Regions from separate parts of the Anser cygnoides genome. Here region 2 is linked to region 1. The links are chromatin contacts, called in public Hi-C maps. All regions are on one chromosome and are shown on one strand. The core of a region is the stretch at or near the end of the contact, and the rest is flanking DNA. Distances in the headings are between cores, read along the strand shown.

Region 1 (5,322 bases), core at 627-3,126:
CGGGATTATGATGTAAAACCTGTTAGCTGCAGGGATTCAACTAACCGAGCCTTATTTCACAACTGCCACGGGCTGAGAAGACAAGGCAGAGCTCGCCGGTGCTGTACGCGGAGCAGGAAGCTGCCTGCAGGAACAAGCTGCTGGGAGCCGCAGGCTGCGCTCACTTCCAAATGGCAGGCACCTGCCGCCCACCCTGATCACACCTCGCGCCTCCACCTCCCCAGACCCACGAGCAAAATCTGCTCTGCCACTGCTGCAAGCTTGAATTTTGCTCACGCTGCTGAGAAGCCTTGAGCCGGCTGTCGCACACCCAGTTACTGCGCTCCGGTTGACAAACATTAACTCATTAATCATGGTAATTTACCCTCAGAATACCATTGCAAGAAAAGGGATCAAATTCTCTCGGCTCGTTTTGGATAATTGCACTACTTTTGGGAGCTTAGCGAGAGGAGTATCTGACCCTTAATCTCCCAGCAGTCCCAGTTGCTACACGGAGCTCCTCCTCATGAATCCTCCAGGTTCTCAGGCAGTTCTCCTGTTCCCAATTGCTCTGAAATTAAAAATAAATAAATAAATAAATCTGTTCAGGCAAGCTTGGCTGAATGTTTCATTGTTCCTTGGTTTCTAAACACATGGAAACACATTTACTTCTGCTGCTGTCTAGCTAGGGAGGAACAGCTACTAAAAAAACCTCTGAGAATGCAACGGGAAACAATGGGGTTTTGAACCTGACAAGCTGTAAGCCCCAAAAGAATGACTTCTGACAAAGAAAAAAAGTATAAAAAATATTTATTCCTGCTATATACAAAACAAACTCTTTTTTTTTTCCTTTTTCTTTTTTTCAAACCCGTAAGAACAAATGCCCTTTGTTTTCAATGTATTTTTGAAAATGGTGGCGTCGATAGCAGGGAAAAACAGTTTTAATGCCTTGTTTGGGGAAAATGCATCAGCACTTCCTGTCTTTGTCAATGAAACGTTCCTCAGCCTTGGCAAACAGACAGGCCCCTGGGCTGCGCTGCCTGAATACCCTTGTATTTCTCCCGAAAGAAAGCCGTGTTCCCCCTCTCCACTTCCAGCTGTCAAGTTCAGTGTTTGCTCTGAGGTCACCGAGCAAGCCTGTTAGGTGAGCTCAAGGTATTGTTAACACAGAGATATTCCTAAGCTGACCTTGTGGCAAAATTTTTATAATACTACAAAGGATATGCCAGCTCAATATTTTTTTTGCCGGGCAGCAACTGCAAGGAGCCAGACATATGATAGTTACAAATGTGTTTTTGTGGTCCACGGAGGGTTTTCCTGAAGGCAGAACAATAAACTATAATGTATGCACACTCCTTTTTCTTGATTTCTTACTCTTTCTTCCAGGATCCATGAGAAATTTAGCTTGCAGCAAGAGGTAATTTTGGGTTTGCTATGAAAACAGCACAAATGAATAGTTTTCACCTTAAAAATCTTAAATTGTTCGCTAATCTTAACTACCAAAAGATGACAATAATTTAAGGGAAACCACTTGGAGCATTTTGTGACCTAATTATGCTTTTGTGTCCTCTGGCAGCGAGAAAAAGCTTTAAAATGTAGATACACTGCAGGCTATTTTACCTTGCCAGAAAGATGTGTGTAAGCACATGTGTCAGTAGGGCAATAACCACTGTCTTGTGTTGCAGTGATTTGAAATTGTATGGCATTTTCTTACATCTGCTGTGAAAGGGAAATTAAGGACAAGGTCTAAATTCAGCAAAGTCAAATATCATACCTTCTGAATTTTGTGAAGGATCAAGCTTTTATCAAAACTGAGCTTTTTGACTTTTGTCAAAAAAGTCTTTTACTTTCCCTGTTCCTGTAAAACGCACAATTCATGTGTACGGTTCTGCACAATACTGAACATTCAAGAGGGGAAAATGTTCCTTAGAAACAGCTTTATCTCTCTACCCATTTGGTGCTAATATCTGCTGTAGTGGAAAGGACGTGGCAGCAGACAAGTGTGCCGTACTCCTGGTCTGCCTTCCCCTTGTAAAAATCTTAAACAACATTTTCCCTGAGATAAATACGGTGTATTTGCAAGGGACTTTAAGGACATTGCCTTTATATGTTTACACAAACCCTGACTGCATGCGTAGCTTACATAACAGTGCCAATGAATGGGTAAGCAGATAAGATCAACAGAAGATAATCTGCTTACCCCTTTCAATTGCAGAACCCTCCTGCTGGATGACATTCTGCTGTCACTTAGCGTAGGCATAACGCTGAGGTAACCTCGGAGCTCTAACCCTGCTTTTATAGCAACACAGGTGAGAGAATCGGAATTTGGCTGCCTGCCTCATTTGGTACAAAATGCTCTGGACATCAGTTACCATCAGGCAACGAATCAAAGATCTGCATGGCTCTGCACGGTCCTCACAGATGAGCTGCTTTCAGGTGCTATCTTTTTTAGATAAATGCCATGCAGCTGGTAGAAGTTGAGGGGTGAAACTTTGGCATTAGAAACGTGCCTTGCACTGGAAATCTGTATGAACAATAAAAGCCTGAAGGAAATGTGGATGGGCATTTGTGTTTGAAAGAGCAGGAAGGTTTCTCCAGGTACAGCAAATGGTCTAGAGAACGGGCACTGAGTTGGAAGAGGAAAGCAAGCATCGGTGGGAATATTCAGGAGGAATGATATGAGGACATCATTCATCATGAGATGGACAAATGAGGAGATATGATCTGTTCTGAAGCAGTTAAAACCAAATTGCTGATGTGACTACCTGTGTGTCATCTGACACAGGTAAAGGCCCTGCAAAGCATTCATAGATACAGTCAGGCATGTTGAATTTGAGGAAATATAGGAACTCCCATTAAAATGACACTTTATCTTCTGTCTTTTCTCCTCCCTTCTGCACTCCTCCCTCTCTCTTTGTTCATCCTTTCCACCATTCTTTCCATCTCAGGCCTTCAGAGGAATAAAGATCTGTTTTTCTGCTGCCAGCCTCTGGCCTCAGGTTGGTCCTGGAGGCAAAAGGCATGAACTGCTCACAGACCTGCAGTTTTCCAAAGGTTCTGGGTTTTTGCATAGGTCCTGAGTACGCTCAGAAACAGGTTCTAACATTAAAAAAAATAAATAAAAAATGTAGAAGAGGTAGAAGCAAGGACAGGTGACCCAGGAAGAATATAGAGGAACTGCACGGGATTTGAATATGGGTAACATCAAGAATGGTAACAAGTCAAACAGCAAAAGGAAGACTATGTGAAGACTATTTGGTCCTGCTTTTGAGTGGGGCAAAGGATGTGGTGACAGACTGAAAAAGCTGATGTACTCAAAGCCTTCTTCACCTTGGTCTCTACTGTTAAGACTGGCCTTCAGAATTTAAACAAATTGGACATATACAAGTCCATGGGACCTATAGGATGCACCCATGAGTGCTGAGGGAGCTGGCCAATGTCATTGTGAGGCCACTCTTGATTATATTTGAAAGATCTTGGCACTCAGGAGGGGTTCCTGAGGACGGGAAGAAAGCAAATGTCACTCCTATTTTCAAGAAGTACAAGAAGGAAGATCTGAGGAACTGGGATGGGGCTGGTTAACCTTGCCTCAAACCCTGTAAAGGTGATCGAGAAAATCCTCCTGGAAGCCAATTCCAGACATGTGAAGGACAAGAAAGTGGTTGGGAGTAGTTACTATGTGTTTATGAAGGAGACATTATGCTTAACCAACCCGATAGCCTTCCACAATGAGATGAGTGGCTTGGTGGATGAGGGTGAAGCAGTGGATGTTGTTTGTCCTGCCTTTAGCCAGGCCCTCAGCCCTGTCTCCCATAACATCCTCGTAGACAAGCTTATAAAGTATGGGGCTGGGTAGGTGGACGGCGAGGTGAACCGAAAGAGGGCTGACTTACCAGGCTCAAAGGGTGGCAATCAGTGGCACAAAGTCCCGACCGGTGCCTAGTGGTGTAACCAGACATTGATACTGAGGCCAATATTATTTAACATCTTTGTTAATAACCTGCGTGATGGGGCAGAGTGCTCCAGGGAACTCCTGGAAACTCCATCTGAAACTTAAAAAACCACTTTTAGGATGCACTGTGAGAGAGATCAAACACTGGCACAGGCATTTGAACTGCACTTTTCTCTATCAGGAAAGCAAATCAGTTCCTGCTCATGCTGTAGGGAACAGGCTATGCTATTAGACCTTCTCCATGCCTGAGAACATCTGTTTGTTATTTCAGGCACAAAGTCTGGATGTAGCTTTTCAGATGTTTTACCAAAAATTGGACTTGGAGACAGTGTGTACCAAGAACAATTATTATATGAGACTCGAATGCTGCTTGACTTTCACAAGGTTGAATCATAAATTTCTGAGTCTGTGCCATTGCCTGGAGCTGCAGTACCTGACCAGCCTCTTCATCTGTGAAGGGCTCCTTGGGTCCTGTATAGTACACGATGTGCCATCAGGTACTGCTGGATATAACCACAGCAGCATAAAATTCTAGTTTTCTAGAGAGTCTAGTGGCAAAACCAAGAAAAGATGGGGGCACACAGAGCTGAATGTCATTATGTCTAACTTATGGCTATTGCCTGCTTTCTCCAGTGGATGTTGCTGTGAGGTATGTAGGCTACATCTGTACTAGTAAATGAAACAGTCCAAGGAGGCCAACTCACCTTGAGGCCAGTGCAGCTCATGTCCATACAGGCAGACTCTCCCCCTCTGAGCATCCTGCCTGCCTGCATAACTCTTGGGTCATGCATGGGCATAGGCTAGCAGACTGCTGGTCAGATCAGGCCAGGACTGTGCCAGGGAGCAAGCTAACCATATGTTTTTTGTGCATATATCGCCACCCAGGACTGTTTGCTTTCCTAGGGCTATATCTGAGCCCCAAATTCTTTGTCCACTTCATGGGGAGGGCTAGGTATCTTTATGGTTCAATGCAACCTGTACTTCCATGGAAGGGGCTAGTTAATTTTAACAGGCTGTTGGAGCACGGTTTCCCAAGATGTGGACTGTACCTGATAAGGAGTTTAGAAGAGATGGCTGGGAAGGTAGTTGGGCATGAGAGTGTAAGTACATTAATACATTACTAGTGAGGGAGAGGGGCAAGAATGAATGAATTCACCTAGAGCAGGAGCATGGAGCAAAACTGCTGGAAATGCTGCTCTGTAGGAAAGTCAGCAGGAAACCATGAGGTTTTCTTACAAAACACTTGGTCAGTGTTGTTAGAAGGTTAGCACTATGAGAGCTCTGAGTCCTCTGGAGAAGAAGAGCCTACCTGCTCTGTGCGATTGCTGGAAGAGCTGGGCTGACTTCACCCTTCTGTCAGGGAACATGGCAACGTTGCTGCAGCTGGTCTG
Region 2 (5,384 bases), core at 2,065-4,564, 110 kb before region 1:
TTTCAAATTCCAGCTCTGCTGCTGAACGTGACCAGAACAAACAAATTAATTGAAATGCTGCTGGAGCATACACGGGAGGCAGCGAACCTGTAGAGAAAAAACTGTCTGAAAGTCAAGATTTAAATGAGGAATGCTTGTTAAAAAACATGCTAGGATGCACAGAAGTTAGCACGGCTCCTATGAAAGCCCAAATACACCTGTATGAAAATCCTCTAGGCAAAAGCTTAATAATGTATTTTTGGTTAATTTTATCAGTATTGTTTATTGTTGAGCTTATTAGTGAAACTGGTTTAAAAAACCTATTTTCCTTTGCAAGATTTACATTCTGTCCTTATCACCTTCTGCTCTCACCTTAAACTACCGGAATGATCTAAACCTTAGCCTTAAAACTTCACAGAAGTGGAGTCCTGCTGAAAAAAAGCACACAGGTCTTTGACGAGCAGTTTGTAGAGCTCTGACACGTACAAACTATGTCTATGCACAAGCTCTGTATTCTAGTCTAGGTCTGCAATCCAGACAGATTCGCAGTGTTTGAGGATGTAAATACAAACTGCAAAATCTTGGAGTGGAAGACAGTTTCGCTAACTCAATGTCAAGAAGCCCTTCCCCATCTGGATACAGCAGCGTTACCTCTGCAGTTCCACACACTCTAGCTACCGGGTTTGAAGCGCAGCAGCGCTGGGAACTGAAAGCGAAACTGGCTCCCTTTTCCTGCCCCAGCTGGGAGATGCCACCAGCAAGCAGGCAGCAAGTGGCTTTCCAGATTTGTTCTGCGTTTTGGCAATAATCTAGAGGCGCTGCCGGCAGCGCACATAAAGAAAGGTGTGGTTTAAAGACCTAGGCTTAAAACCATGCAGTCCCTCTGACTACTGCTTGTATTTGTTATCAACGGCGATGAGGTTCCCCATTAGAGGGAAAACTATGCATAAGTGATGGGGAAGACTCTATCAGCAACAAGGGGGCCCAGGAGGCTTTACAAAGCCATCATGACACAAGTCACAGGCTCCACATGCCTCCTCTGCCTTGCAGCCCCGATACAAAGGAGCAGGGGCCGCTCCATCCTGGTGCTCAGACAGAAGCGAGGAGGGCTCTGCAGCTGCAGCTCGCCCTGCCGGGCACTCACCCACCCACCTCATGCCATACTCACCGGTGGGCGGTTTTGCCTCCTTCCACAGGGAAAAAAAAAAGCCCCACACCAGCGGAGAGAGGCTGGATGGGCTTGGGACACTGTCCTGGGGGTAATGCCTGGTGGCAACGGCTGTGCTAGGCCAGCGCCATTCCCCTCACAGGCAGGAGGCAGGGAGCGAGGGAGGGCAGGCAGGCAGCAGGGCTGCGGGCATCCATGGCCCCCCAGGCACCAGGAAGGCTCCCGGCTGTGCCCGAAAGAGGGAGGGCACTGAGGGGGGAGAAGGCCGGCTGCAAGCCCCGGCTGGCAGCCTGAGCAGGGATTAGGGCCCAGCTGGATTTTAGTATAATTACACGAAGATAATCCCCGGGGGGCTGGCCTCACTGCCATCTCCGAGATGAGTTTAAATAGCAAAACAGTACGGCCACGCAGGACTGCGGAACTGCTAGCAAACAGCAGGAAGAGAGCTGCTTTCCCGTTACCGCTCAGGCATCCACAGCGCTGTCCCCCAGCTGTAGTCTTCCTGCTACTGTGCAGAAGGCCTGATCCTGCCCTTCCTGAGCACTGGAGGCTCCTGCTGGCTCTAGCGGGATCACAGGGACGGAAGGAGGAGGCACACAAGGGAAACAAAGAACAAAAAACAATTGGCCTCAAGCGACCGACTGCCAGACCCAACTGTAACAATAACTCTGTCCTACCTGCTTTTCACACTCCTTCACTTCGGTTTTAAAAGTACATCACAAAATTATTTCCCTGGGGCTTGGGGTTTACAAAACAAAGTGAGCTGGGCTTGGAACTCAGGAGCATGGCACACGCAGCTCCTCCCCTGGGCGGTATGCTGTGCCAGGGAATCCTACAGCGAAGTGCACTCATTTAAAAGGAGGTTTGTTTAAAAAGCCTGAAAGGTCTGGATGCCCAGACCACGCATCTAAATAGAGGCTGATCTTCAGAGCAGTTACATTGCTTAAATTAAAATAATATTTCAAGAGAACAGAGAAGAGTTAAATCTCCTTCTGTAGGCATGCATCACTCTCAGTGAAGCCAGCTGGAGCTGGGTGTACTTATTCAAAAGAGATTTCTGCTTTAAGTCATCCCTATTACATCTTCTAAGCATAAACGCGTACTTGTGTCCAACCCCGTGACAGAGCACCCTGTTTTTCTGTTGTTAGAAGCAGGCTTCCCTCCCTCCCTGATGAACAGAGACACACCCAGGCAGGAGAAAAGCCTGACAGCTCTGCCTCCAAGCCCAAACTACAAGCCCCGTTACAGACAACCCGTTGTAGCGGTATGGAGCATCTGTAAACCTCAGCCGCTCTGCTACAACCCCAACCCCTCACCCTCGCTGCTCCAGACCACGAACTCCACGGGCGTGCCTGCAGCCAGCCCCGTTACTTCTCCCTCTCCTCCCCACGGGTGTAGTGGGTGAAGGGCTGGTTTGAAAGCTGTGCCACCCCCCTTACACTCCCTCTGGTGACTCTCTCCCCGTTGCCTGCCAGCGCTGCCCAGGCCCGAGCTCTCACCTGCCTGCCCACTACAGACACACATTCCTCACGGCTGCAGGCATGGATAAGGGTTAACAGCTCACATGTAAAGACACACAGACGGTATTTTCCTGAAAACAACAACAAAGACTGTTATGCAGATTTAAAACCCGATTTCCACCCAGTTTTGGAGAACCTGACCGCGCACGCCACGTACAAACACAACACCCCCCGCAATAAAACCTTCTCACTGGGGCGGGCGGGCGAGGACACGGCACGATGAGAGGCGCGCGGCTCGAACACCACCACCGCCACCCCTCCCCTTCGTTAGCCAGCTGCTAATTAGCCCGGCCCACTCACCCATCGCCCACAAAGGGCCTCCAGAAAGGGCAGGGCCCCCCCGTGCCGGCGGCAGCAGCAGCACGGCGCTGGGCCGCGGCGGCCTCGGGCGGGAGCCGAGCCCGGCCCCAGGCCCGGGCCGCTCGCCGAGAAAATGGCGCCGCCCAGCGGGGACGGAGCGCTGCCGCCGGACTACACTTCCCGGCAGCCTCTGCGCTGGCCGGGGCAGGGATCCCCGCTGGACTTCATTTCCCAGCAGGCACCGCGCAGCGGCCCTTCATGCAGGAGAACGGCGGCGGGGCCGCGGTGCGCGCTGGGATTCGTAGTCCCCGCCGCGGCGGCGGCGCTGTCTCCTCAGAGCGGCCCGCGCGGCGGGCGGCGCTCTGGCGCGGCGGGTCGGTGTGGCGCCGTGTCCCCGCCGCTCCCGCTCCGCCGGCCCCTCACCGCCGGGCAAGATGGCTGCCGTCCGCAGGGCCCGCCGCGACTCCCGCTGCGTGGTGCGCTTCTCCGACCGAGAACTCTGCTAAGTGCCCCCCGCGGGGACCAGGCGGGACGAGGGAAGGGGGGCACGGACCCCCGGCACGGGACGGAGCCGCCCGAGGGCCGGCAGCATGGTGAGAGGGGGCGGCGGAGGGCGGTGGGGCCGGGCTGGGGGGCGGCCGCTGCCGGGAGCGGGGGCTGCACCCCTTAACGCGACGCCTCTGAGGTGATCTGGGGGCAGGCACCCCGCTCGTTAAGGGTTTGGGGTCTGAGGTGTCAGGAGGCTGGGTCAGGGCTGCTTTCCCGACAGCACCGCCGGGTCAGTTCAGCTGTCCGCCCTGAGAGCCCGGCCATTCAAACCCAAGCCTTTTATATCCTTCAAGAGCCCTCAGAACTCACCACTACGACTTAAAACACCAATTTTTGGACATAATATCACTCCAACCACATAGACAAAACCATGAGCTACTCCTCATTTCCCTACAGTTCAAGGAGAGCGTTGGCCATCGGTCACAGTTTTGCAGTGTCATCCCTGCTTATTCTCCAGTTCCCAACGATTGGCACGTAGCCCTCTTGGGCTTTGAACTGTTTCTTACCTTTATTTTGCTGAAGCAAAGATCCGGAATGCTCAGCTGCAGTGCCGAGCCCTCTAGGAAGTGGCTGTTGTGCTCGGAGGAGAGCAGCATGCAGTTGTTGATTGCAAAATAGTTAAAGCTAAGCCACACACACGTAAGCTAGTTTTTGCATTTGGCAAATATTTTCTAAAGCTTTGCAAACAAATCAGAATCAAATTGACTCAGCAGACTTCTTTTTGCAGGTCACAGGCTGGCTCTGATGTTTGCTGTCTCCCTGTTGACCTTTTGGATGCTTGGTTTGCTGCCACTTTTCTCACGGCAAAAATCGTTTGAGCTGATCAGCCTGCACTGAGGATGGCTCGCTTTTTAAGCAGGATCGAGTCGCTGTTACGTAGGATGCCTGAGTTGTAGCACAAGGAAGGCCAATAGTAAAGATGAACAGGCTTGATTTCTTTAAGCTACTAAGTAGTAACAGTACCTGATTCTGTGAACTTGAGGAGCTATAATTACAGCTTAAGTATTACCAGAATGCAGGGAAGGAGCCAGTTTTTACAAGTCAAAACCTGCCCTGGGTACGATCTCATGAGCTGCCTGCCAGTGGTGATGCCTGCTTTACCCGTGTGTTTACGTGTTTGTACTAGCAAAACCATGGGGATTTCACAGATCAAATAAAGAGCAGAAAGGTTGTTAATAGAGAACAGTTTTCCAGTCCAGTTAGCTGTTCAGTAGCAACGTGAAAGAATTGCATTACTGATAAATTTGGAGGGATGATAGCTTGTGCTGTCACTGCTGACAGAAGACAAACCTGTCATATGAGAGACTGCAGAACAGACGTGAACTCGGCATAGAAGTAAAGATGAAAGCCAAACTTTGGTTGTAAAGAATTTTTTAATGCTTTCTGGTTTTTTGTACAGCTGTTGGGCTTTGGAGTAGGTCTCCATAGTATGGTATATTTTTATTTTTATTTTTTATTTTGGATTGAGATTGAGAGCACATTGAAGTGTTAAAGAGCATTGAACCATATTTTGGAAGCAGTTGATCCAGAACCATGGCTGATTTTTGACTCAGAAATGAAGAGCAGGTAGGGCAGTTGAAACAAAGGCAAGGGGAAGAAAATCAAGACTCATGAAAAGTTACTGAAACCAAGTTTTTGAACAGTAGGTAGAACCAGAGAGTACCCCGAGCTGGAAGGAACCAACAAGGTAGACTTCAGCCAACTTTAAAATGCAATTCCAACTCTTATTGGCTTAAAATAGCTTATTTGCAGACTTTGTAGTTTAAAGCTTTTAATGGGTGTGCCTTTATGCGCCGGGAGATAATGTGTTGATTTAGTTAGAAATAACTTTCCTAGTCTCTGCATTTTGCAGATAAAACCAGGCTTCT

The links. A called contact is a pair of places that touch in the nucleus more often than the background predicts.
Region 2: a Hi-C map of liver shows a contact between it and region 1, with 3 times the contacts expected there. The contact joins the promoter of FBXO9 here to the enhancer-like site in region 1. A contact is called at or near these places in 2 of 7 Hi-C or Micro-C datasets (both in liver).

Annotation. Positions count from the first base shown.
Region 1 is chr3:97,729,200-97,734,521 of Taihu_goose_T2T_genome, reverse strand. No RefSeq gene overlaps it. Among named protein-coding and RNA genes, the nearest start is that of ELOVL5, 20 kb to the left of the region's middle. Within about 2 kb of position 1,876, at least 2 of the 3 cell types and tissues checked have open chromatin away from gene starts, as enhancers often do. A contact at or near this core is called in liver, where this site is marked.
Region 2 is chr3:97,844,967-97,850,350 of Taihu_goose_T2T_genome, reverse strand. FBXO9 (F-box protein 9) reads left to right here and starts at 3,314. Exons shown (of 13, transcript XM_048078089.2): 1 at 3,314-3,560. It overlaps CILK1 (ciliogenesis associated kinase 1), which reads right to left and starts at 3,122. Exons shown (of 15, transcript XM_048078077.2): 1 at 2,968-3,122; 2 at 2,647-2,738.